7 separate regions of the Mus musculus genome follow, and regions 1, 2, 3, 4, 5 and 7 are each linked to region 6. A link is a contact called in public Hi-C, HiChIP or PLAC-seq and promoter capture Hi-C data. All regions are on one chromosome and are shown on one strand. The core of a region is the stretch at or near the end of the contact, and the rest is flanking DNA. Distances in the headings are between cores, read along the strand shown. Region 1 has its middle 13 kb from the start of Gm40744. Region 2 holds the start of Tmcc3 (transmembrane and coiled coil domains 3). Region 3 overlaps Cep83 (centrosomal protein 83). Region 4 overlaps Tmcc3 (transmembrane and coiled coil domains 3). Region 5 holds the start of Plxnc1 (plexin C1). Region 6 holds the start of Mrpl42 (mitochondrial ribosomal protein L42). Region 7 overlaps Plxnc1 (plexin C1).

The links. Promoter capture Hi-C pulls out the DNA fragments that hold promoters and counts their contacts. A called contact is a pair of places that touch in the nucleus more often than the background predicts. HiChIP or PLAC-seq counts read pairs in DNA pulled down with a chosen protein or histone mark. Capture Hi-C pulls out chosen DNA fragments and counts their contacts.
Region 1: a contact with region 6 is called in a promoter capture Hi-C map of the HPC-7 cell line, with 6 times the contacts expected there. The contact joins the enhancer-like site here to the promoter of Mrpl42 in region 6. A contact is called at or near these places in 11 of 39 promoter capture datasets (the 3T3-L1 cell line, the C10 cell line, the HPC-7 cell line and 7 more), 2 of 484 Hi-C or Micro-C datasets (bone marrow-derived macrophages and cortical neurons), 19 of 115 datasets of contacts at active chromatin or transcription factors (the 230-238 cell line, the SCID.adh cell line, acute myeloid leukemia and 13 more) and 3 of 9 other capture datasets (embryonic stem cells, liver and macrophages).
Region 2: a promoter capture Hi-C map of pre-B cells shows a contact between it and region 6, with 3 times the contacts expected there. The contact joins the promoter of Tmcc3 here to the promoter of Mrpl42 in region 6. A contact is called at or near these places in 2 of 39 promoter capture datasets (liver and pre-B cells), 1 of 484 Hi-C or Micro-C datasets (the G1E-ER4 cell line), 3 of 115 datasets of contacts at active chromatin or transcription factors (astrocytes, cardiomyocytes and embryonic basal ganglia) and 2 of 9 other capture datasets (adipose tissue and liver).
Region 3: a Hi-C map of bone marrow-derived macrophages shows a contact between it and region 6, with 12 read pairs. The contact joins the enhancer-like site here to the promoter of Mrpl42 in region 6. A contact is called at or near these places in 3 of 39 promoter capture datasets (the HPC-7 cell line, hippocampal neurons and liver), 1 of 15 datasets of contacts at CTCF or cohesin (the NIH/3T3 cell line), 1 of 484 Hi-C or Micro-C datasets (bone marrow-derived macrophages), 1 of 115 datasets of contacts at active chromatin or transcription factors (pro-B cells) and 2 of 9 other capture datasets (adipose tissue and macrophages).
Region 4: a contact with region 6 is called in an HNF4G HiChIP or PLAC-seq map of pancreatic cancer cells. The contact joins the enhancer-like site here to the promoter of Mrpl42 in region 6. A contact is called at or near these places in 3 of 39 promoter capture datasets (the C10 cell line, liver and pre-B cells), 1 of 484 Hi-C or Micro-C datasets (B cells), 4 of 115 datasets of contacts at active chromatin or transcription factors (astrocytes, large pre-B cells, memory CD8 T cells and 1 more) and 2 of 9 other capture datasets (adipose tissue and liver).
Region 5: a contact with region 6 is called in a promoter capture Hi-C map of liver, with 5 times the contacts expected there. The contact joins the promoter of Plxnc1 here to the promoter of Mrpl42 in region 6. A contact is called at or near these places in 8 of 39 promoter capture datasets (the C10 cell line, the HPC-7 cell line, cranial neural crest and 4 more), 1 of 484 Hi-C or Micro-C datasets (embryonic stem cells), 16 of 115 datasets of contacts at active chromatin or transcription factors (SST interneurons, VIP interneurons, astrocytes and 10 more) and 3 of 9 other capture datasets (adipose tissue, liver and macrophages).
Region 7: a promoter capture Hi-C map of neutrophils shows a contact between it and region 6, with 5 times the contacts expected there. The contact joins the enhancer-like site here to the promoter of Mrpl42 in region 6. A contact is called at or near these places in 2 of 39 promoter capture datasets (the C10 cell line and neutrophils), 4 of 115 datasets of contacts at active chromatin or transcription factors (astrocytes, bone marrow-derived macrophages, fetal liver and 1 more) and 2 of 9 other capture datasets (adipose tissue and liver).

What each region holds. Positions count from the first base shown.
Region 1 is chr10:94,972,861-94,976,297 of GRCm38.p6, reverse strand. No RefSeq gene overlaps it. Among named protein-coding and RNA genes, the nearest start is that of Gm40744, 13 kb to the right of the region's middle. Within about 2 kb of position 1,562, at least 4 of the 459 cell types and tissues checked have an H3K27ac peak or open chromatin away from gene starts, as enhancers often do. A contact at or near this core is called in the HPC-7 cell line, where this site is marked.
Region 2 is chr10:94,512,839-94,516,333 of GRCm38.p6, reverse strand. Tmcc3 (transmembrane and coiled coil domains 3) reads right to left here and starts at 1,477. Exons shown (of 4, transcript NM_172051.3): 1 at 1,230-1,477. The coding sequence starts at 1,307. Gm40743 (a long non-coding RNA gene) reads left to right here and starts at 1,455. Exons shown (of 3, transcript XR_871960.2): 1 at 1,455-1,646; 2 at 1,746-2,002; 3 at 3,444-3,495.
Region 3 is chr10:94,769,911-94,773,494 of GRCm38.p6, reverse strand. It overlaps Cep83 (centrosomal protein 83), which reads right to left. Exons shown (of 16, transcript NM_029852.2): 13 at 2,421-2,550. Among named protein-coding and RNA genes, the nearest start is that of Cep83, 83 kb to the right of the region's middle. Within about 2 kb of position 1,809, at least 27 of the 459 cell types and tissues checked have an H3K27ac peak or open chromatin away from gene starts, as enhancers often do. A contact at or near this core is called in the NIH/3T3 cell line and bone marrow-derived macrophages, where this site is marked.
Region 4 is chr10:94,543,661-94,547,059 of GRCm38.p6, reverse strand. The region is part of intron 1 of Tmcc3 (transmembrane and coiled coil domains 3); the gene reads right to left. Among named protein-coding and RNA genes, the nearest start is that of Gm40743, 30 kb to the right of the region's middle. Within about 2 kb of position 2,034, at least 300 of the 459 cell types and tissues checked have an H3K27ac peak or open chromatin away from gene starts, as enhancers often do. A contact at or near this core is called in B cells, adipose tissue, astrocytes and 3 more, where this site is marked.
Region 5 is chr10:94,943,530-94,946,767 of GRCm38.p6, reverse strand. It overlaps Plxnc1 (plexin C1), which reads left to right and starts at 1,923. Exons shown (of 31, transcript NM_018797.3): 1 at 1,923-3,238. The coding sequence starts at 2,190.
Region 6 is chr10:95,500,313-95,503,730 of GRCm38.p6, reverse strand. It overlaps Mrpl42 (mitochondrial ribosomal protein L42), which reads left to right and starts at 1,782. Exons shown (of 6, transcript NM_001359476.1): 1 at 1,782-1,825; 2 at 3,209-3,348. The coding sequence starts at 3,282.
Region 7 is chr10:94,845,306-94,848,859 of GRCm38.p6, reverse strand. It overlaps Plxnc1 (plexin C1), which reads left to right. Exons shown (of 31, transcript NM_018797.3): 12 at 1,246-1,345. Among named protein-coding and RNA genes, the nearest start is that of Plxnc1, 98 kb to the left of the region's middle. Within about 2 kb of position 1,944, at least 32 of the 459 cell types and tissues checked have an H3K27ac peak or open chromatin away from gene starts, as enhancers often do. A contact at or near this core is called in neutrophils, where this site is marked.

The sequences.
Region 1 (3,437 bases), core at 313-2,812, 530 kb after region 6:
AAATCCAGCCTTTCTCGTTACCTGTGTGATCTTAGGCAAGCCATTAACTTCTCTGTGTTTGAGTTGCCTCCTCTGTAGGATGGAGATAGGGCTGTTTGCTGCATAAGATAGATTTTCATATAAATTAAATGAGTATCTATACACAAACCACTTACAACAGAGCTGGCACACAGTGAAGGTTGTAAAAATGTGACCTGTTGTATGAGCAACAATAGTCTTCCCTCTTATGAACTAAGATAAAAATCTTTTCCCCTAGACATCATTAACTCAGCCATATGCCTTTTGCAAAAACCATGAATTGCAGTCTTTCCCCCTATCCTTCCATAGGAGTCCCCGAGCTCCATCCACTATTTAGCTGTGGGTCTCTGCATCCGTCTGGATTAACTGCTGGGTGGAGCCTCTCAGAGGACAGCCATGCAAGACAGGAGTCTTCAAGCATAACAGAGTATCATTAATAGTGTCAGAGATTGGTGCTTGCCCATTGGATGGGTCTCAAGGGGGATTGCCCAGGGTGAGAAGTTCTCACCCTCTCAGAGGAGAATGGGATCTGATGCCCTCTTCCCGTGTGTCTGAAGACAGCTACAGTGTACTCATATAAGTAAAATAAATAAGTCTTTTAAAAAAATAGTAAAAACTGTTCCTTGTGGCATTATGTGCAGAAATGAGAGGGTGAAGAAAGGACAGAGACACATGCTCAGAAGAACTGGGGCCAGGCAGACTGGCCTCATTCTGCTGGATGAGAAGGATTATGGGAGGGAGTAACTAGGAGGGGGGCAGGGAGCAGGATGCAAAGTGAAAAGAAAAAAGTATATACTACTCATGTGTGAAACCTAAAAATAAATAAATGTTAAAAAAAAAAAAGATAAATAAGTGCCAGCCATTGCAGTAAGCCCTGGAAATAAGAAAACCTCTTTCTCCTTAAGTTCCCTACTGAGTAGGGTTGGGGGCTGGGCATAAGAGGTTGTCGCTCAGCAAGCTCTGCCAAAAGAGAAAGTTTTCTGTCCCTGGTTGATTTGGAATTTGAGGAAACACTAAGCAAACACCATATGACAGTTATTGAAGTTAAATGAAGCAAAACTTGTGTGACAATGTCTGAAACAAATGGGAGCCTTGCAGAGAACAAATAATTAGAATCCTGTCAGACCCAGTACATAAACTTCGGCTCCCAAACGGTCGGGGGGGGGGGCAGTTGAGGCTTGGAAAGTCTACCCCTGCCGTGGAGCAGAGTCCTGGCTGAAGTCCAGAAGAATGGAATCCTGGTAGAAGCTTCCAGAAGAGAAACGACCAAGGACATGTGAGTTACACTCCGATACACATCATGTTTGAGGAAGCACGGGCTGTGGATAGAAACTGGAAAAATCCATCCAGGTTCAGAGCCATTGGAATCCGGCTACTTCTCTTTGTGAAAACTTAAGTCACTTGATGTCAGCTTACCTAAGTTGTCCTAACTCATGGTATATTTCTGTAACCTCCTTTGGGTCTGTTAGCAAAACCAGGGCAACATGGTGTACCTGCTAAGTGGCCACTATCAGAAGGCACACATCCAAGGGCAGTCACTTAGCTCTCGTCAGGGAGAATTAACTCCTGAGGTGGCTACACTTCCTTCCACAGAGGATATGTCAATCAACAGACAGCGCTTCTTTTTATTTGTAAATGAGTACCAACGTTTGTTTTTATTGCTGAAATTAATGCCTTGTCAATTAGCAAGCTACATGTTAGAAAATGACTCATTAAAGATAAGTCAAGATGTGTGGTTGGCTCAAAATGCTGAGAGATAGATAACGCCTCCTCCCCAACACACACTTTTGGAACCACAGGGAATAAGAATGAGGTTAGGCCTCTGAGGTGGTGCCCAGTGTTTAATGACTCCTCCATTTGCCTTGAGAAATGTTTTCTTGTGTGCTGCCCATCAGGGTCCAGGGTCTAACCTCACAGAGTTTTTCTGTAAGTAGTCTTTTGTCCTGTGTATTAACGCATAGAAAAGGCCAGAGATACAGAGCTTTACCCAGTCTGCAGCCCCCTTATATGCTCCTGTGGCTCATTAATTGCTACCTACAACTACAAGTGAGGGAGAAGGCAGCTTGTTCGTTGTCTTCAATTCCACTAGGCCCTACAGTCTGAGGAATGTTCTAGTACCTCAAGCTGTCTCCTGGCTGTTGCTACTCTCCAAAAGAAAATGCAGTGTGTGACTGACCTAGACTAGTTGGATTCTCAAGCTAGAACTTCATGGAATCCAGTCTTAGCTTGCTCTGGTGTGTGTGTGTGGTGTGTGTGTGCTCATGTTTGAGGGGTGTGGACTTATGCACAGCACATCAATAGATTCCAAAAGATAGCCTCAGATATTATTTCTCGATGTCTTCCATCTTCCTTTGAGACAGGGTCTCTCATTGGCCTGGAACCTGACCACGTATACCAGGTTCACTAGCCTGTGTGCATCCAGAGATCTTCCTGTCTCTACCTCTCCTTTCCTGTTACTAGGACTACAGGTGTTCTGCAAAGAGGTTGCTTCGTTTTGCAGGTTATGGTGATCCAAGCTCAGATCTCCATATTCATGTGCAAGTATTGTACAAACTCAGGGATGTTCCTGGCCCCAGTTCTTGACTTTTGTGTATGCGTACATGTCCCAAATAAGCTTGCCCTTCTTTAAGTTGTTTTGCCTTGTGCCTTGTTACAATAGCAAAAAGAGTACCCCATATGAGGGAAGAAAATGGTTGTACTTAGCCATCCCCCCTCCCAACCCCCCCCCCTCCCGCAGGGATGGCTAGGTGTAGTGACAACTTTGGAATCTTGGTTTCTTTTAAAAAACATGGAAATATTATAACAATATGTTCTCGTTTTAATCCCGGGTGAGGATAAGAGGCTGCTTCACAGCAGCTGACTGTGATTTGCCTCATGCTCTAGCAGGGGTGTGATCTTGCCAGAGGCAGATAGTTTCTACAATTGTGTAATGTTTGGAATTCTGGGCCCCACGAGAGGTTGCAGGGGGCGGGGGGGGGGGTAGTATTTGCTGGTTGCTGTTGGTTGTGGTAGGTTGCTGTTTTTAAGTAGTGATGCACAAAGAAGAAGCAACAAGAAGAAATTAGATATCCCAATGGTAAAGATCAAACTTACCCCCAAGGAACTCGACGCCTATAATCAGCAGGAAGCAGTCTACCAATAATGTTACCCTCTTTTGACCTCTGACTTTATTTGGGAATCTCTTTCCTTTTCTCTATTATTTTTCACTCTTATCTAGGGTTAGGGGGCTGAAGGGTGGAGGAGGATGGAAGAAAGAAGAACCCACAAAGTCGCAAAAGGCAGCTTCAGACGGGAGCTTAGCACACTGGCAATAAAGCACCAAATGACGCACGGGACACTGATTTGGGGTCAAATTTGGAAAAACCACGATTCTTGGTTAGAAACTGAGAACAACAGAAGAGAGGAACCATAGTCATCCC
Region 2 (3,495 bases), core at 228-2,727, 990 kb after region 6:
CCCCCACCGGGTTACAAATGTTTTATGAAAAAAGACCTTTCCTTCAGTCAGCTGGGTTCGCGAGTAGTTGCCCTCCCAAGCAAACTTCTGACTGCAGGTAACCAAAACTCTAAATGTTTTTCTTAGGGAGTTTGGGAATACTTTCCTGGTGCACTGTTATGAAACTTCTAATGAAACCGAGAAAGAGTCGGTCGATGCAGGAGCGATTCCACCAAACTCATTAAATTTGTGGGTTTTTTTTTTTTAATCATTTTTCCTAAATTGATTAAGAGGCGCTAAAGTGAAAAGAGAAATGAGGTAAACATGCCACTTCTGGGAGAATCGACTACTGTTTCAAATTGTGACTGCATACCCACATTATATATAAGGGACCCCTGCATATGCCTATCACTTATGGCCGCAACTTGATCTTAGAGGTGGAAGGGTAGAAACTCTGCCCGGTCTATCTCTACGAACTTTATACAAGAAAGCCGACATCGAATCCCCAGTTCCTCGGACAAGCCAGAAGTTGGGAGGCTCAGAGAACAACTCCAGGTGCCGCCTGCCAGAGTGGAGGAGGTGCTGTTTCAAATGGCACTTTAGTCCGTCAAAAGAAGGGATGGGGGGGGGGGTGTCACATCCTTGCTGGACACTTGAGCTTCCCAAAAGGGAAAGTGTTCCTCAGGAGGGGCCCAGAGCTGGGGCTGTGGCCTCCGTCTTTATAGTGAAGCCCTCCATGGCCGGTCTCCACAGCTTGCTCAGAAGAGCTATTTTCGCTCACAGCCAAAATCAGCAACAGCAAATTAGGCTGCAAACCGTGGCGAAGGCACCCGCTCTGCACGGCTCCCAACTCCGGAGCGTCCATGCCGAGATCGACTTTTGACCTGGGCAGCGCGTCCCGGGCGTACAGTGCAGGGGACTCAGCTGCCAGGCAGGGGACGCAGCAGCAATGCAGAGCCCTGCAGGTGGCTGTGCCGGGAGGGAGCCAGACCCTGGGAGTCCCGGGGACCCGGCAGGCAGCGTGCGCTCTCTGGCGGGGAGGAGAGCCCGGCGACACCGTCGTGGAATAGGACTGGCTAGCCTCCGATTCCAGCGGTGGCCCAGCGTCCCCGGGCCGCAGGTTTTCCCCGGACCTTCCCGGCCGGGAGAGGCCGGCGTTGGGTTCTACGGTGCTGAGCCTCCGAGCCGACCCGGCCCGCGCCCTCCCCACGCAGACTCGCACCCCCGCGCCGCCCTGCGCGCGCCCTCACCCGGCTCTTGCAGCGGTGGTGCCGGCCGGGGTCTGAGTAGGTCCGGTCCACGGTGAGCGCCGTGTCGCTGCCCGGCATGTCTGCGCTTAGACTGACAACTTTGCGTCCTCCGGGGCTGCCGCTCCACTCGGCGCCGGGTGGCAGCTGCTCGCCGTGCTCCGCTCACCCTCGCCCCGGAGCCGCGGCCGAGGGGGTGGCGCGGGCCGCTGCAGCTGCTGCCGACACCCCGCGGCCCTGCGCCGCCGCCCGGGTGGGGAGGCGGGCGACAGTCTCCGCCCCTTTCCCCGCTCCCCGCCCCTGCGCCCGCGCGGCGCCTAGACCCGCTCCAGGTGCCGGGCTCAGCTGCCCTCCCTGCCTGCGAACGGGGCCCACGCGCTCCCACGCCTCTCCCGGCTCAGATGAGCGACGCTGGCACAGGTTATGGACCCACTTGAGTGTGATAAAAAAGACGGGTTTGAGCACACAGGAGGTTGCCGGATGCCTTAATGAAATATATATACATATTTCACTCAACAGGCACACTTACTTGCTGGACAGCTTTCCTGGACCTGGACAGTGGGCTAAGGATTCCAGGACGGAGGGGCATTTTCCCATCTAGTATTCCACGGAGCGGCACTCCCACTGTGTTGTGTATCTTAATTGTGCTTGTGTGACTCACTGTGTTGTAAGCTACTTTGAAACCGGGACATCTTTCCACTTGAGCGTTCTCTAGTCCCAGCGAGTGCTCCCTGCCCACAAGGAATTTGGAATCTGAAGAGAAAAAGTACTGATTGGTAATCAATGCGGTATCGGTTGCCTAACCCCCAAATTAACTACACAAGGTCCAGTGGTTTCGTGAGACGTGCCCCTGAGACCGGATTGGCAGGTTTTAAATCACTGATCCTAACAGGCTCAGAGTGCAGTGTGATCTGCCTACAGGGAGGGGAGGAGGTGTTTATCCCCCTAGCTGGCTGAGAGAAAACAGGTCTGTGCGTTGGGTGGGGGTGGGGGAGGGGACCCTCAAGGTGTCGGTTTAGTGGGTGTCTTCAGGCAAAAAGGGATCAGGTAGAAGAACGGAGAGTCGGGGGTAGGGGGTGGGGGGAATGTACTTTCAACATTAAGTTCAGCTTTGTTCTGTGGGTGTTTGGCAAGCTGCTGGGCTCCCTGAACCAGAAGTTGACAAGATCAGGATGGAAGTCTAAGACATCTATCTGATAGTCCTGTGAGAGGCATTGATGAAAGATAAAGAACTCTCGATAGGAGGCCTTTTCAAAGACTGAGGACAACCTGACCTATGTGTCATTCACTCACAAGGAGACCAGGGAACCAAGCATGTCGACTTAGTGGAGTATTAGACAAGTGTAGCAGTTGCGATGGCCCTCTGTGGAGTCATTTCTAGCATGTATAGTTAAGTGAAGAAAAGCAAGGTGCTGGAGAATATAGTGTTCTACCATTTATTGAAAGTGCAATGTGTATCATATCTATATAGAGAAATATAGATACATATACATACATACATATACATAAATATAGATATATGCCTGTGCTTATATATACACAGGGCACATTTCTGACAAGATAAAAAAAAAGCTACAGGAATAAGTGAACAAGCAGCTTAAGTTGGGAAAGGAGAACTGAGCAGCTACAGGGCAGATGGGAGGATTGTTTGTTTATTGATCGTTTTTTCACTGAGTATACATCTTAAATGTGGCCACAAAAGTAGAGTAAATTATTAAAACTTAAAAAGAATCAGAAACCTAATTTAAAGCCACTTAAAGGGGAAAAGAACCTTTAAAATAAAACACAAACAAACACACACACACACACAAAACGCATGCATACACACACACACCAGGCTCAGAGAGATTTTCAGGTAAATTCTTCCACGCAAAAAGCATAGATTGTGATGTGTGTGTGTGTGTGTGTGTGTGTGTGTGTGATTTCAGTTATGATGTCCAGAGAAGCTTTTGTGATAGGCCAATATTTGAGCAGAGCCTTAGGGAATGACTATGTTTGTATGAGGAATGCAGACTTAGGAAGTGAGAGAGACTGTAATGTATGTGATGGTTTGAATGAGAATGCCCCATAGGCTCATTCATCTATTTGAAGGCTTGGTCACCAGGGAGTGACACTATTTGAAAGGTTTTGGAATGTGTCTTCCTTGGAAGTGAGTCACTGGGAGTGGGATTTGAGGTTTCAAAAGCCTATTCCACATCTAGTGTCTCTCTCTTCCAGATGTAGAACCCTCAGCTCCTTCTTCAGCACCACATCTACCTGCATGCTGCCA
Region 3 (3,584 bases), core at 560-3,059, 730 kb after region 6:
AGTTTGGATTCTAGCTAGTCAAGTCATCTTGGTTACCTACAACTTCAGTTCCCTCATTTGTAAAAGCTATCTGAAAGCTAAGATCAGTTAAAATCCTAAAAGTATATATATTTACATACATAATACTACCTCTGCCACATGTACACACACATACACACACACCTCATTTTCAACTTCATTGATAAAATTAAGCTCATAGAACAGTGTTCCACAGGGTGTGATAGTTTCAGGTCACTGCTATTCACTGGATTAAACTGAGCAATCGTCTATGACTTAAATTTTAATTCACACACCACGTTTTAAAAAGTGGACTGGGGGGGCTGGTGAGATGGCTCAGTGGGTAAGAGCACCCGACTGCTCTTCTAAAGGTCCGAAGTTCAAATCCCAGCAACCACATGGTGGCTCACAACCACCCGTAATGAGATCTGATGCCCTCTTCAGGTGCGTCTGAAGACAGCTACCGTGTACTTACATATAATAAATAAATAAATAAATAAATAAATAAATAAATAAATAAATAAACTGGGTATAGTGTCCTGTGACTTTAGTCCCAGCACTTAAGAGGCAGAGGCAGCCAGACCTCAAGGTCAGGCTGGTCTATACAGTTCCAGGCCAGCCAGAGCTACATGATACTCTGTCTCAAAAACAACAACAAAAGGTGAAGTGAGGAGCTAGAGAGATGGTACACTGGTGAAGCATAAGCAGAGACCTGGAGTCTGGATCCCAACACTCTCCTAACAGACCAGGTATTCTCAGCACAGAGAAAAGCGTGGAAGGGAGGAAGATCACTGGAACTTGGTGGCTCCAGCCTAGCCTCAAAACCAGGCCCAGGCTCTAGGTTTGGAGGCACCTTGCCTGAGAGGAAGAGGCAGAGAATGACAGAGGTGGCAGTGCTCCATGCACAAGGAGTGCACCTGCCCCCTTAGCCCTCCACCTCCCGACACAAACCACAGTCTAAAAGTGAGATAATACTATGTTCTCAGCCACCAGTTAAGTATTTAAGAAAAAGGGAGACTGCATCATTACAATAATGGTACAGCATCACTTGATAGGTTTAACCTATCACTCTCTGCCCTCTTTCTGGCACACCTACTATCAGTTAATAATCTCTGTCACCACTGGATGTCACTTTTGCTCCAAATGCAGTCAACCCAAATTAACCTCAATAATTAGGTTCTGGTCTCTACAACAATTATTCCTAATACTGGAAGAACATGAAAGTTTATCTGCAAAAGACAAAAAGTCGAAAGACTTTCTAAAGACTTCTTAATTCAGAGGTTTCTGAAGTTCAAACACAATACAAGAAGTACAGTGGCATTTCTAAGGTCATTATGAGTCATCAAAAAAAAAATCACTGAAACTTCACCAACACTAAAAGCCTTTCAAAATTTATACATGGACAGAAAGGAATATGAGTGGCCAATAAAAGAGAAAAAAATGTACTTCCTATGGGTATAAAATGCTGGGTTTCTTATATAAGAAACGATATCTTCTAATCTCAATTTTATACTACTTTTAGAATTACAAGAGTGTCTTCAGTTATTTAAACCTATTCAGTAATATATACAGATCTTAAGATACTGTTATTCCTAGGGCATATTTCTTTCATTCACATTGTATTTCTTCTCCATACCCAATGTCACTATGAGGAGAACCTATGAAATGGTAACTTACAACTACACACACACAAGCTTGTCTCTTGGCACACTCCAGGCCTGCTGGAAATCACTGCTGAAGCCCTGCAGCAATGAGCCCCAGCCGAGGAGAGTACCACAGCCGGTGTGTAGTAGGAAAAGCTGTAAACTACCGACTAGATGAATCATCTGGCTACATCATTTCATCAAGTACTGGACTGGTTCCAAGAATGTGAACATATGCCTACAGAGGACAAATCTGTAGCATCAAAGCAGGAACTGTCAGAGTTTCAGAAGCCAAGGAGAAGTCCAAGATCCTACTGCTGGGGCAAGTTTGTTTTTTGAGTTGGAAACAAACACTTCTTTTGTTATTGTTGAGACAGGCATGTAGCCTGTCTATGGCAACAAGCAGTCCTGGCTAATCTAGAACTTGGTGGATATGCCTGAATAATTCTTACCTATGAGCTCTATCTCTGGCCCAGACTTTAACCACAAAAGCAATATTACAGATGCTAAGTATAATTGAAACAGGTCATCACACTGTGATGAGCTAGCTATACGTGTTTGTATAGATTGGCTCTGAAAAATATCACTTATAAGAAAATATATATTAACTTTAAAATATTTTAGGAATATACCTATTAGTTGGATTTCCCCAACTAACTCTCTCTGCAAAATTAAAACAAAGTGTGATGTTTAGATATCAAGTTAAATATGCCAGTAATACATCTTACTCTGGGAAAGTGTTTGGCAGTACAGAAAGCACTGTAGCTAAGAACCACTTGCCTTTTTCTGAGCAGTCGCTGCGCGCTGTAGCTTTTCCTTGGCTTGGTTATACTTTTCTTCTCTGTCTGTGATTCGCTCATGGAGCTTGTGCTTTTCTTCCAACCACTGGATCTGTTTTTCCTCCAGTGTCCTGCCAGAGAACAGGCACACATGCCAAGTACTGAACAGAAATTCTTAGATCAAATAGGCACTATGGCCAGTATTCTCAAACTCCCTGCCTATCTGACCATGCCCTACCCTTTCCAGCTATGGTGACTCTTATGTGCCCACATGTTTCCTCACATTGTTGCTGCAGAGCAAGTTTTATGAATATGACACTGTATTTAGAATAACATGTACACAATGCTTACACGAAACACTCTGGAATTAGATACATCTGTTGTGTCTTTTAAGTAAGTTAGGAAATTGAAGTTAGAGCATCTAAGTTGTGTAAAGAAACTTTTTTTTACTGACAAAATAAGCATTTAAAATGTAAACAATAATTATAAACATCAAGATATGAAAACTGTGCCTAATTTAGGCAGTTAAAACCAAACCTGCTGCCTGGTGTGGTAGCTAGCACCTTTAACCCCAGCACTACAGCGGCCTGGGCAATCTGATCTCTCTGAGCTGAAGGCCAGCCTGTTCTATTTAGCAAATTCCAGGACAGTCAGGGCTACATAGTACATAAAGGTAACCATATCCAAATGGGGAAACAAAAACCAAGCTTGATATTAAGTCTTTTTTTTATATTAAGTCTTAATGCAGAATGTTTTCTGTGTAGAATAAACTTTATATAAATGACGTCTTAAGTTATATCCTAGTAATAACATAATTTAAAAGCTATTCTGCATACTAATCTATAATATGAATTTTAGTATCAATACCATGGTCACTAAAAATCAGAATAACAAATCCTGTCATGTTAGCTTGCTTGTACTTGTTGAAACAAAAGTTAAATTCTACTGAGATAAAATCCAGTACTTTGTTTTGTCTCTGAGAATTTCACTCAGAGCCATGCACTTGCTGAGCGGGCCCTGCTGCTGAGCTGCATCCCTGTCCAGGATCTGATGGGATCTGGAGCCAGGACCTGATGGGATCTGGAGCCAGGTAATGATTATCTGTCTGCAATCAATAGTGAATTACTTAAAGCTGTTAGCTACACTGTATGTCATTACAATTCTT
Region 4 (3,399 bases), core at 785-3,284, 960 kb after region 6:
CCATCTCTCCAGCCCCCGAACATACACTTTTTACATTAAGCTTGCTAGGAAAAAGATGAGCCTTTTTCACAATTGCTTCTTCAGATAATACACTGAGAACCTCACTTACTGATGTCATTTAACCTTTCTTCCACAGGGAACGCAAAACCTAGCCACAAGCAGAGAGCACAGAGGAGACACACATTGAACCCTGTTTGCTTTAGCAGTTAATGATTTAACCAGTAAACTCAGGTTCTCCAGCGATCCAGCCGGCTGCTCTCTAAGGCCCTGGCTCTGGTTGTGTGCACGTCCATTATCTAAGTGACCCCATGTGGTCATCTCCTTTATGCTACACGTGTGCGCCTGAACTTGAAGTTAGTTGTACTCAGGAGGGCTGGTTGGGGTCTGGTTTCTTATAGCTTTAGTTTTAAATCTTCAAAAGAACATGGGTTTTCCTTGTAAAAATGCTTCATATTAAAAAGAATAACCAGGGCTCTGCGTGACGGGGAATCTTTAGGGCTCAGATCCACTCTTTTCAAACAACCTCCCTAGGTAATTCCGATGTCTCTGCCACTGCCTCCTGCCCACTGGAATTAAGTCCTTAGTGAACACTTCTATCTGAGGGGACAACACTGCAGAGAGCCAAGAGTCTAGGAACGAATGTGTAAGTGTTCAGAGCTACCCTGCCCCGGGATGTGAGCCACTGAGAACGAACAAACCCAACTGGCCTCTCATCACTTCGGCCCCTTCTGGTTCCTTAGAGATGTGGGGGGCAGGCAGGGAAGACAGCTATGTTTGAGCCGAGAAGGGAGCTGGGAAAGTGGGGCCCTGTTTTTGAGCCTGGCCACCATTGCCTAATCCTGATCAATGGGAATCTATACCCGACAGCTTCCCTTCTCCCTCCAGTTTTGATTCCAACTAGTTTGCCATCAGTGAGCCAGGTAAGCGGTATTTCCAGAACAACTACTCATGAGATCACCTGGGGCCTCTAACCCTCCTTGCCCCACCCGAGACAGTGAATCAGAATTTCTAGGAGGTTCCGTGTCCTGGGCTGGAGCCCAGGCTGTAATATTATACACAGGGAAGTCTGAGAAGCATCTGTTCAGGTCGAGCTCATTGTGAAGAACGGAACCAGGGCTGACTGAGTGACATAATTTCCCCAAGGTCTGATTAACTATGGCTCGGGGGCCCAGAACGTGGTGAGCTCATTCTTTGCTCACAGACCAATACTGCCTGCTATGTTTAATCATCAGAGTCCAAGTATCTGCGAAGTTTCTGATTCACCGTGAGGCAGCTGTGGGTACGTGACTAACAAAGTCTGAGTTCCGGATGCAGGTCAGAACGTGCCACCCACCGGCTTAGAGGATGACAGACAGGGTGACCTGTCTGATTTGACCGGCCCCTCGGTTTCTTTCACTTTCAGTATCAGAATGAGGGGAAAGGCCTGACTGATTACCCTTGAGAAAGAAAGCAACAAGAAGGCAGGAGCGCAGGCTGATTCAACCACCTCACCGTTGTTTCCTCAGCTCCTGTTAGCACTTTGAGCCAAACAGCTCTGGTCCTGGCAACTGCCAGCCTCTTGTGGTCGTGGTCGGGAGAGAAAGGATGGCAAGCCCTGCTACAGACGCTCCGCTTGTAGACCAGAATCAGCTTTTCTAACTGAGAAACAAGGAGGAGAAGCACTCTGCTCCGCCCCACCCTCCCAGGACCCAGCTTGGAAAGCTCAGAGCAAGCTTTGACTCAGGGAAAGCTCGAGCTGGTTATAATTGCCTCTAATTGGCCCTCCCACACCATCGCACAGTTTACAGCTGTAATGAGTTCCAAAAAGGGATGCCATATATTCTCCTCCTACCTTAAAAACCAGAATCCTTTCCTGCCTAGGTTCTTCACATAACTGCTTGGATTTTTCCTAATACATCAAAAGATATTAAAAGCAAGATCAGTGAATGAATGAAAAGCAAACATGTAAATGTGTTTTCAAAGAGAGAGCCCTGAACCCTGTGACCTCAGGGGCAACGCTGTGGGCCTCATATTGCTAACGGAGACCAAGGACAGCGAACGAGAAACCGATTGCATTCCAGGGCACACGGCCCTCAGAACACATGCATCTCTTCGGACATCTCCCATGTTCTGATTTTTATCTTTCTTGGCATGCTCGGGCTCTCTTTTAATAAAGTCACAACCTCTGTTGCCATGGAACCCAATCAGACATGAAGCCTGTTACTAGGACTTCCCTGCAGGGCAAGAAAAAAAAAACAAAAAAAACAAAAAACAAACAAAAAAAAAACCCAAAAGACTCCAGTGACAAAAAGACCAACATTTTCTTAAAAATCAAAAACCAAAAAAACCCAAAAATCAAAAATCAAAGCAATGAGCCTTTGGAAAGCGTCTGACACCTTTGTGTCGACTAACACTTAAGTTTCACATAGGATAGTTTGAACTCTTAAGCCAAAGCGTGTCAACATTTTATTCACACAAAAAAAAATTAAGCTGGGACTTTACAAAGATATTTGTTTCCAAATAAATACCTGGCAAAGAGGATAAAACTACAGGATTCTCCCATTTTCCCCGCTTTTAGGTGAGCTTGCTCAAGACTGAATAGCTGTTTGGCAAACACGTGTCAGTCAGCAGCTACCAAATTGCAGTATCCATTTCTACCAGCACTAAGGTTTTTTTTTGCCAAGAGCTCGTTATTTCTCTGCAAAGAGAAGATATCTAAACAACACAATGAATCCTCTGCTCTGCCATTATCTGGGAAAAAAAATATATCTGATGCTAACAACAAAGCTATATATGGAAAGGGAGTTAACGTCAGCTGAGTGTCTGTCCTGAGCCCGGCACTTCGCATCTCACCGTGTGACTGACGGAGTTACTACCACCAAGGTTCCGACAGCCTTGAGTAGCTTGATCAAGCTGCCACGCGACAACTGTGCCTGACTCCCAAAGCTAGAGTTATTCATTCATTCTGCCTAGCTTTTATTCTGGCTCTGGGTGCCAAGCATTTGTTCAGCCACTTGTTCTTGATGAGGGAATTCACAGCTTTGGGCAGCCTGTCTCAGAAGAGGGCATGGATTCTATTTTGGCTTCCAGCTGGCTACAGTGGTAAGATGTTCATATTCTACTATCATACTCACGAAGCAGCAGCTACCCCATGGGAGAACCATGAGTGAATGTCCTGTCCGTTTGCCTAGGATGACACAGGATGTGCATCTGTACTGGACTGTTAATTAAGTTAAGGATATTTTACCTAGTAGCGTGTATAGGGACAACTTTCATGGAAAGAAAAATTTTCTCAGCACAAAATTGCCATGAGATACTACTCAGCAGACAGAAAGAGACAGGGAGCGGTGGGGAGGAGATGGGACACCTACAACCTACGTACACTGGCAGGGATGCTCATGACCAACCACTGGAAAACCC
Region 5 (3,238 bases), core at 674-3,173, 560 kb after region 6:
CTGAGAGCATCGGCACTGCCCATCAGCAGAGAGAAACAAGGATAGCCAGTCCCCAAAGAGGAGGTTGCACATGGAAAGATGGCCACGGACCATCTTTTAAAAGCCACTGCTGAAGGAATAGTGTGTGTGTGTGTGTGTGTGTGTGTGTGTGTGTGTGTGTGTGTACAGCAGAGAGAATGGAAGTCAAGGCCTGGCTGAGCTACACCCACCCCCTAATACTGTACTGTACATCTAGATTAGACTTTCAAGCTTCTTGCCCAGTTCCTTCTCCTCCCTTCTGCCTTTCGAAGCTCCCATCTCAGCAGCGGGAGGAACAGATCTAAGCAGTTCTGTGGAAGTGTAAAACCTGCAGCAGGTGACCTGTGAGGAAGCTCATTCAGAGCCCCCTTAAAAAACAATACAGATTCCTATCCAGAGCTTGGCTGACTTGGAGCTAAGAAGAGAAGATCACACAGCAACCAGTTGCAGTCCTAGGAAGATCTAGGAAGAATGCAGATCATTTCTTAAGGACCCATACGGGTCTTTAGCTCCCTCTCCATTCACCACAGAGTTGAAGGCACCAAGGCTTGCCTCTGGGAAGCCCACTTCTGAGAAAACATGAGCTTGCCTGCTCCCCAGAGCACAGTGATCTTTCTGTTCCAGAAATTCTCGGTGGCTTGCGAGGTGGGGGAAGGGGGGAGCACCCCAGCTGACAGTTGCTACCTGGATGAAGTGGTGGAGGGAGCCCCTCTAGAAACATAAGAGAGCTCCGGACTCTTGAGATGCGAGCCCTGGCTGCTGAGCCCAATGTACCTTTGCCTTTATTCTCTGGGGAGTGTAGTTTAGTGGCCACAGGTGGCACTGGACTAGCAAGAAACCTGTAAGAGGCTCCGGTGTGAGGTGTGGATTCGAATCTCTGCTGTGCTATTTGCTAACAGCTGTACCCGGGCAGGTTCCATAGCTTCTCCAAGACCTTTCTCAAAAGCCGAGTAGGGTTGATACAAGTCACTAATTAATACTGTTTGTCCCAAGCATCAAGTGAATCAAAATCTACATGGTGCATTTAGAACTATGCCCAGAACGGAGCAAGTTCTCAATAAATGTTAGCTTTTGTCACTAGGGTTAGATAGTGAGCAGAACTTTCTAAGTGCTATATCTGAGAGCCTGGGACTCCGTTGCCAAGGGAGACCAGGGAGCCTTTTCAAATATGAGAGCTCTGGCCCGAGGGATTGTCCACAACGAGAGTGTGGCGCCTTTCTCCTACCTCACTCTGACCGAGGGAAACCCACCCCCGGTCACAGGGGCGTCTTGGTCCCCCTCAGCCGCCTCCCGCTTGGCCCCAGCCCCCTGGCGCATCTCTCAGGCCCCCCTCCCGCCGCTCCACACCTGTCAGCCGCCCTGGCAGCCTCCCAGGGGCTCAAGCCCTGGGCCTCCGCCGCAACCCGTTCGACCCTGGGTCCTGGCTCCGCGAGCCTCGCGTTTGCCCGGGGCTGCTCTCGTAAACAAAACCCGGGCGTTGGAGCAGCCCCGCGGGCTGGGGAGCGCGGGAGCCAGCTCGGTGCGCGGTTCCGGCGCCGGGGGAACCCGGGGCGAGCAAGGGGCGATGGTGGCAGCCGCGGCGGCCGCGGCAGGCGGCTCAGCTTTGTTATGAATAGATGAAAGAGGCCACCTACACAGTAACCCAAATTACGAGACCTCCCTCCTCCCGATCTCACCGAATCAAGAAGGGAGGGGAGATGGGCGTGGAGGGAGGGCGGGCGAGAGGCGGAGGGCGGAGGAGGAAGAGGATGAGGAAGGGGCCAGTTGCATCCCACTTTCACAATGGGAAAGTGAAACGCACAAGCGCACCCAACCTCTCCAGCCCTCCCCGCCCGCCTCGCTCCCCTCCGCCCGTCCCCTCCCTTCCCCTCCGCGCCTCCCCGCGAGCGCCCGCGCCGCACAGAGGAACTCTCCGGCGAAGGCGGACGAGGAGGAAGCGTCTCCGGAGCGCGCAGGGCTTGCCGCCGCGGCACAGGCTGCCGGAGCGAGCCCGCCGCGCGCCGTCCTCCCTGCACTCCTTCCCGGCCGAGCCGCGGGGATGGGGCGGCCGCGGGAGCCCGAGCGCGCGCAGGAGCCGCCGCCGCCGCCACCGCCGCCCGCGTCTCCGTCGCCGCGCGCCTGAGCTGCCCGAGCTGCCGCGCGCCCTGCCCGGGGGCGGCCCCCCTAGCCCCATGGAGGTCTCCCGGAGGAAGACGCCGCCGCGCCCCCCGTACCCCGCCGCACCGTTGCCCCTGATCGCCTATCTGCTGGCGCTGGCAGCGCCCGCCCGGGGCGCGGACGAGCCGGTGTGGCGATCTGAGCAAGCCATCGGAGCCATCGCGGCGAGCCGGGCGGACGGCGTGTTCGTGGCGAGCGGCAGCTGCCTGGACCAGCTGGACTACAGCCTGAAGAACAGGCTCTCTCGCCTATACCGGGACCAAGCGGGCAACTGCACGGAGCCCGTCTCGTTGGCGCCCCCCGCGCGGCCCCGGCCCGGGAGCAGCTTCAGCAAGCTACTGCTGCCCTACCGCGAGGGGGCGACCGGCCTCGAGGGGCTGCTGCTCACCGGCTGGACCTTCGACCGGGGCGCCTGCGAGGTGCGGCCCCTGGGCAACCTGAACCGCAGCTCCCTGCGCAACGGCACCGAGGTGGTGTCATGTCACCCGCAGGGTTCGACGGCTGGTGTGGTGTACCGCGCGAGTGGCACCGACCTCTGGTACCTGGCGGTGGCCGCCACCTATGTGCTGCCGGAGCCGGAGACCGCGAACCGCTGCAACCCCGCAGCATCCGATCGCGACACGGCTATCGCGCTCAAGAACACGGAGGGGCGCAGTCTGGCCACGCAGGAGCTGGGCCGCCTGAAACTGCGCGGTAGTGCGGGCAGCCTGCACTTCGTGGACGCCTTTCTCTGGAACGGCAGTGTCTACTTCCCCTACTATCCCTACAACTACACGAGTGGCGCTGCCACCGGCTGGCCCAGCATGGCGCGCATCGCGCAGAGCACAGAGGTGCTGTTCCAGGGCCAGGCTGCCCTCGACTGCGACCACGGCCACCCTGAGGGCCGCCGCCTACTGCTTTCCTCCAGCCTGGTGGAGGCTGTGGACATCTGGGCCGGCGTGTTCAGCGCGGCCACTGGAGAGGGCCAGGAGAGGCGCTCCCCCGCCACCACGGCTCTCTGCCTCTTCAGGATGAGTGAGATCCAGGCGCACGCCAGGAGCTGCAGCTGGGACTTTCAAGCGAC
Region 6 (3,418 bases), core at 533-3,032:
GAGAGGGTACGGGCAGCACTGAGGCAGTGAACCGAATCACGTGGGGAACGCCAGGGTCAGTTGCTGATGGGGCTAGTTTAGAGGCAGAGGCCCAGGAAACATGCCAGGGCAGAGAGTTGCCGGCAGTAGCGTGGGAAACCTGCTGGTCATTTTTAATATTTCCCGCAACACAGAGATCCATCTGCCTTTGCCTCCTGAGTGCTGGGATTAAAGGCTTGCACCACCATGATTGTTCCTAAGCTCTTAAGAAAAGACAGAAGTGCAAATATAATGTCAATTTGTCATACGAACTTTGAAGGCAAAGTAAACTATAACTCGCGGTCTGTATGAAACTCAGAAGCATGGAAAAATTTATATTTCAACTAGACCCAACTTTTGAATGTACTGTCAGAGTGTAGAAAGTTACTGACCTCCATGCAAATTAGGTTGGAAGGGTTGCCTTGGTGGGCTCATGATGAGGCGTCCCCAACCCCACCCTCCAGGTACCAGCCATAGCACAGGTGTAGCATAGAATAATTTGGAGGCATGAGAAGGGGAGTTGAGAAGGGGGTACAGACAGAGACAGAGAAGAGGAGGGGGAGAGAACAGGGGGCAGGGGGCCAAAGAGCCACTTTTATAGCAAGACAGGTCTACCTATTGGGCGGAGTCTAGAAGGAATACTAACAATTATTTGTTGGACTGTCTCTTTTCAGATATTCCCATGCTAGGTGGCCTCTTAGGTGATATATGTTAGATTTCCTTGGCCCTGTTTGGAGCCCTCTTCCATTTTAGCTACATCTCAATAAGACATTCCTCCGCTCGATGCTAGCATACCCAGGGGAGGGTCAGACGTTCCAGGATGAGTGAGCCCCTTGGCACTGAATTCAGTTCCAAATCAAACACCCCGGTGGGTGGGTCTGAAGTTTGAGGAACAGGAACACAGGGATTACCAACCATGAGCCATTTAAAGACTTGCAGGAGGAGTCTCCGGAGTAGCGAGGTCAATGTGTTGACCAACTCATTATTCTCATAGCTTTATTCATGTTTTTGTGGTGCCAGACATCAAACCCAGGGTCTCAGGCATGCTCTAGCACCAAGCTCCATACCCAGCCCTCAATCCTATGGCTTTATACTCCTATCTAGCCCAACCTTTACTCTCTAAACAAATCTCTCTACCTTCATTATATCGCCGCTTGCGTGTCTCAGGCGAATCCCCAAATCAACAGCTCCTGAATGGAATCCATTCCCACCCTTACCAGACAACTTCTAACCTGCTCTATCAGTCTTTCCTCTCCTGTAGGTTGTTGACTAACCTAGTCAGTCGACAAAGCCACACCCGGAACGTTCTCCTTTCAGCTCCTACATCTATCAGATCCATTGGTTGAGAAAGCTTCTCTAGGTTTCATTTCAAATATATCAGTCCTGGGCCCCTCATTTGAATTCTCTGGCATTTTGTCTTCTCTGAGAAAACTTAATTGATCCATTATGAAAAACACATTCATCCATTTGGTTTGGAGCTGAATTTGGTGCCAATAGGCTCATAAATTTTAGAGAATGTTAATATTCTCTGAATAATAGTATAACATTGGTTTTGATGTTATTTTAAATAGTTCCTGCTACTAAAATCGGGAGGGTAGCGATTTTGTTGTCTGGGCACCTTTGGGAATCCTGAGTCCAAGGGGCCACAACAAATGCAGCCTGGCCACAGCTGCCCGCCCCGCCTTCTTTCTGCAACTAGGGCTACTTTCCTGGCAGAGACTACAACTCCCAGAGTGCCTCGCGCGCGTATAGCGCGCGCTGGACGGCGCCTTTAGGACCCAGATTGAAGCAAGATGGCGAGCGCGCGGTGAGTAGCCGTGGAGGTACCGCTGCCCTCTCCTTACAGGCCCGGAAGGCTTGTCCGTAGGCATTGAGGGCTTTAATGTCTGTCGTTGGAGGCAGGACGAGGCTGCCGGTGTCCCCAGGCTCCATCTTGCAGAAGGGCCGGCGTGTGGTTGCGCCCTTCCTGTAGCACACCTCGGCGTGCATGCGGGCGTCAGCCTGCACCAAGTTGACCTTGCGACTCCTTAGACTCCTCCTGATTCAAGTCTTTGAACCGGCTCCTGGGTGGTAGTCCCTGTATTACTGTTGCTCGAACTTCAGCCCCACCGGGGTGTTTGGTTTGGAACTGAATTCCGTGCCAAGGGGCTCATCCTGGAAAGTCTCTCTTTGGAGCAATAGTTTGACCCTCCCCTGGGTATGCTAGCATGGAGCAGAGGAAGGTCCCCACAAACGTTTTGATTTTGGACTTGTAATCAGAAGACGTGGGTTTTCTTTCCGTGCATGCCACCAGTTAGACAGTGAACTACCAAAATAAAGCATTTGACTTTTCTCAGCCTTCGTTCCCAATAAACTGAAAGAGCACAGAATATTAAGAAAGTGGGTTGCAAGGCATAAATAACTAGCTGAATGAACTCAGGGTTTGCCATTCGCGGCGCTCTTAGGATGTCTGGCATCTGCGTGCAAATAAAGAGAGCCCTATCCTAATCCCTTTCCTGCCTATAGAGGGTCACTGAGACCAATAGAGAATAGGGGCACAGTAATTACCGTTTATTTACACCATCTCATGAAATTTGTGGTTGCTTCTTGAAGTTTACCACTGAAGAATTGGAAGGTCGTTTAGTTAATGACTTGCCTCAAATCTTCCAGTTTGTAAGTGAGCAACACTAAAGTCTTTGGAAGCAAGTCCTTTTAAATTTTCATGATTCGAAATAAATATGCTTGCTGCATCTTTAAATGTTATGTGACAGGAGATGAGATAGTGACATCGATGGGTTCCTCTTAAGTTTTTCATGTTGAATATTTAGTTTCATCAGAAACAGCATTACTGTAAGTGATAGGATCCTATGGGTGGGACTTGGGAGCTAGAATGTAGACTCACTAGCATTTGAGGAAGAGTTTGCAGCGTGTATTATGTGTGAGTGACTTTCTAATTACGTATTCTGCTAAGCACTCAGTAAGTGAAGCCGACTGTGCAGAGTCCTGAGAAAGTTGCACTTAAGAGAAATGATAGCGGAATAGTTGCTCTGTTTCTCATATTTTGATCTCAGTGACTTTGTCCTGTTGTTAAACTGGAACGGCCAGGTTTAAAAGCCTTGTTTTCAAATGATGAGCACTAGCTAATGGTTCCTACCTTGATGTTAGTGTTTAACTTTACCTTTGTAGCCGATTTTCTTTCTCTCTTAAACAGGAACGAAAATCTGTGTGCCTAGCAACAGCTTTCACTTCACAATATCGTTTTTTCAAATCACTTGCTAAGGATCATGGCTGCGGCAGTAAAATGGGCGATATCAAACAGAACTATCTGGAAGCATTTACTTCCAATCCAAAGTAAGTGAGATTTTTTTTTTTAAATGCTTAAAAATGTTTTGTGGTTTTTCAAATATAGAATATTTAAAGC
Region 7 (3,554 bases), core at 695-3,194, 660 kb after region 6:
TCCCCACCTCCACCCCCAATCTCTCTATCTTCAGCCTTCTTCTGAGTCAGGGCTTCCCCATGCAAACTTTGCAGCCCATTGGAGTGGCATAGGGAAGACTGAGATTTCAAAAGCAAGGCTCTTACCTGCAACCCTCCGCTCTGAGATTAAGTATGCCCTATGTATAAGTAGTAACCCGGATGTGGCACTCACCACATAGTCATGGTATAGCTGCTGACCTGGTTAAACCTTACAAAAACTCTGAGAACCCAACGGTGGGTTGTCCCTTTGGCAGGGGTGAACCAAGGCACGGCTGCAGTTCAAGCAATATACGTAGCTCCCTGAGAGCTGGGCCCAGGATGCGTGGTTTCTACCACAATACTCTGCTTCCTCCTCATCAAATGGCTGCCTGTCACCATGATTGTGCTGAGCCCCTGAGTCTCAGTGCTCCTCATCCTTGAGCAAGAAGGAGGAGGTGCCACCATCTGGAATCAGGAGAAGATGTTTGGGTTGGTTTTCTTAAAATTGAGGCAGATTGTCAAGTGGCCATACAGTGTCTGGGGTGGACCTGCCACCCCAGAACAAGTGTCTGGTGACCCATGAGAATAACCAGAGCTGTAGGCAGCTGTTTCTTTCACACTGGGTGACCACTCCGATGTTATCTGGTGACACCTTGAGACTAGGTGAAATCACTGTTTGGTTTTGGTGAGATTTGTGTACCTTCCCCGTACACTGAAATCCCATATCTTAAACAAGAATACAAACTTCTAAGGTCACTCGCCATTTTAGCTTGTCCACCTATCGTGTGTTCCCTGTTTCCCTCTAAATAAATAAACTATAAATAAAATATAATTGGTGGGTTAGAGGGTTTGGTCGTGGAAATTGTGAGAGCGGGTCATCTTCTCATAGATTAAACTGTAATCAAATGAGATTTTTGTCCCGTGAAATGCTTCCAAGGTACAGCAGATGATCTGGTTATGTGTGGCGAAAGACCACAAGAAAGCTCCGATTCTATTAAAGAATTTGGGCACTTTCCCAGAACTGAAACGGGGCTGACCTGTATTTTTTTATATGTATGTCTTAGAAACCATGAGTCTGCAGCCAGTACCATTTAAAGACTTCTAAAATTATCAACGTCTTTTAAATTGAAATTGGTTCCTTGTCTCCCAAATATGACCGAGCTTAACATTAATTGTGAATCAGTTAATAGTTTAGTTTGAAATCGTGAACGCCGGTGGCTCACCCTTGCCCTTCGATCCCTTGCAGCGGTGGGCAAAACATAACCATCATGGGCAGAAATTTTGACGTCATCGACAACCTCATCATTTCACACGAGCTGAAGGGAAACGCAAATGTGAACATAAATGTAAGTTATACTAAACTGGGGGGGGGGGGGGCTGGAGGAAGGGTATGTTTCATTTCTACGACTTCGGCATTATAAACTTTTGCTTTCATGTGATCTATACTGTCTCTGCTGTGACGGAAAGATCTCATTCTTGGAGTTATTTGGGGTTGCCGCATAGAGGAACCAGAAAAGAATTTCATGTGTTAAGACCTGCCACGTTCTCCTCGTGCGACGCATGTAGCACGTTGCTTTAATCAGATAACACTTCTGAATAGGTGTGAAAGTCGTTGTGGATGGTTGGGGTGCTATGTACAGAGCCTGTGACAAGTATGTGGTCCAACAGCACCAAGGGAGGTCGGGGACCTGCTGAAGTAACATTCCTTCTCTTGTCATTGTCTCTTGGTCCTGTGGCCACTGTCTTCCGCCCCTCCCCCACTATGCTTCCCCATCCCCAGACTGTGGGAATTGTCTGGTCCCCCTAAGGGTTTAGTTCTCTGAGAAGAGCCTTGACGTTCTCACAGGAACCTTCAGGGTGAAGCCATGGGTGTCTGTGAGGAGGGGCTAGGTACACTGTTGCTTATATAGGTGCTTCTTGAATGTTCTTCCGTTTCCTTCCTCCTTTTCTCTAGTGTAAAGGGAACAGCCATTCTGGGCCTCAACCTGACCACTTCCTGCCAAAGCCAGCAGTGCTGAGGGTGGCCAAACACTTTGTCCTACTTGCAACCAGTAGGTGTTCACGCCTGGAAACGAGTGTAGCGATCCATCTTTCTTACGGCCTTGTCCTAGACACATGCCCATCCACTTCTGGCACACTTCCTGGCCAGTTCCCAGCCTCACACTGAGTCTGATTCTGGCCATTTTCCCGTGATGGAAGCCTGTTCAGTTGTGTAGTGGCCCTTGGCCTGAGGGACAGCCTGAGCCAGGAGACCTGGAAACACGGTCTCTTTCCCAGAACATGTCCCATTTATTGAGCACCTACTATATGCAAAACCATTTTTTTTTCTGGCTGCAAGAACAAAGAGTAAATGAGCTTCTGCCCCCACAACACCCAACCCCACCTTCATGAAGGGAGATGGCAGACCTGCACTGGCATTGGACACTGGCAGCATCGTTGGTGACAAGTGCCGGGTCCTCCCGCTCCTTCCATCTCTCATGAGTCCAAGAAGCCATGATGTGTTTCCCAGGGAAAGCATGAGTGGGTAGGGCTGAGACTAAGCTAATGGAGTTCAGTGGAAAAGACTAGACCAGCAAGCAGGTAAGGAAGCAGGGAGTTGATTGCAGAGCACAGAAGAGGGTATTCACCTATTCTAGACCTATTCTAGACTAAAACACCACTCACGTTTGCTTTGTTGGAACCTTAGAGGCTGGGTTGGGATGGGTGATAGAGATGGCTGAATACCATACAGGGCCACGCAAGGGAGAATCATCCCCCAATACGGCTCTACATTTCCGAGACAGCTCCCCATCACCCCTGGCTCTGTAGGCAATGGGGGCAGGAAGGTCTTGGGGGTCTTTGGCAAGGAGTGGCATGAGGGTCATTTTATCCACGGTGCCTAAGGTAGTTTGGAGAGGATAGTTAATGAGGATGCTTCAGGCATGGCTGGGACAGGTCTAAGTGTGACTGAGACACCACCAGATAGATGCCTGTGGAGCTCTCTGCTGGAATGCCATCTGCAGGGTAGGTCTAGAGGGCTGGTGATGGTGAGGCTAGCCATTTCAGCATCCCTGTGGATGGAGATGGGGGTGGGGGGTGGCTGTGTAGAAGAGAAAGCACCAAGGATGAAGAAAGCATGTCTAGAATCTGCTCGAAGCTTTTCTTCAGGGGTGAGGGTGGGAGAGTCAAAGAAAATAGAATGACCAGAGACGGTCACCGAGAAGCTGTCTTTAAAATAAGGGTTGCTCCCCACACAAACAGGCTCAGTCTTAGGGGTAAGGAGCGAGGGAGACCCTGTTGCTGGTTTTTCTTTTAGGACGTTGGTGTTAAGGAAGTAGGTATTGTGGTCCAGTGGGTTTTCACCCTATCGCAGAAGTGCTAAGGCAGGAATTTCAGAATGTGTTCAGGATAAAGAATGGTGTTCTTACTCCAATGTGGCCACCTAGATCCTCTGTCCACCCATCCTTAGCTCCAAGGTTACAGAAAACAAAGAGAGGGAATGCTGCTCCCAGCTTGCTTGAGTATTAATCCCTTCTCCCTCCCAGTCTCTCTCCCTTCCTCTTTATCTTACAATGT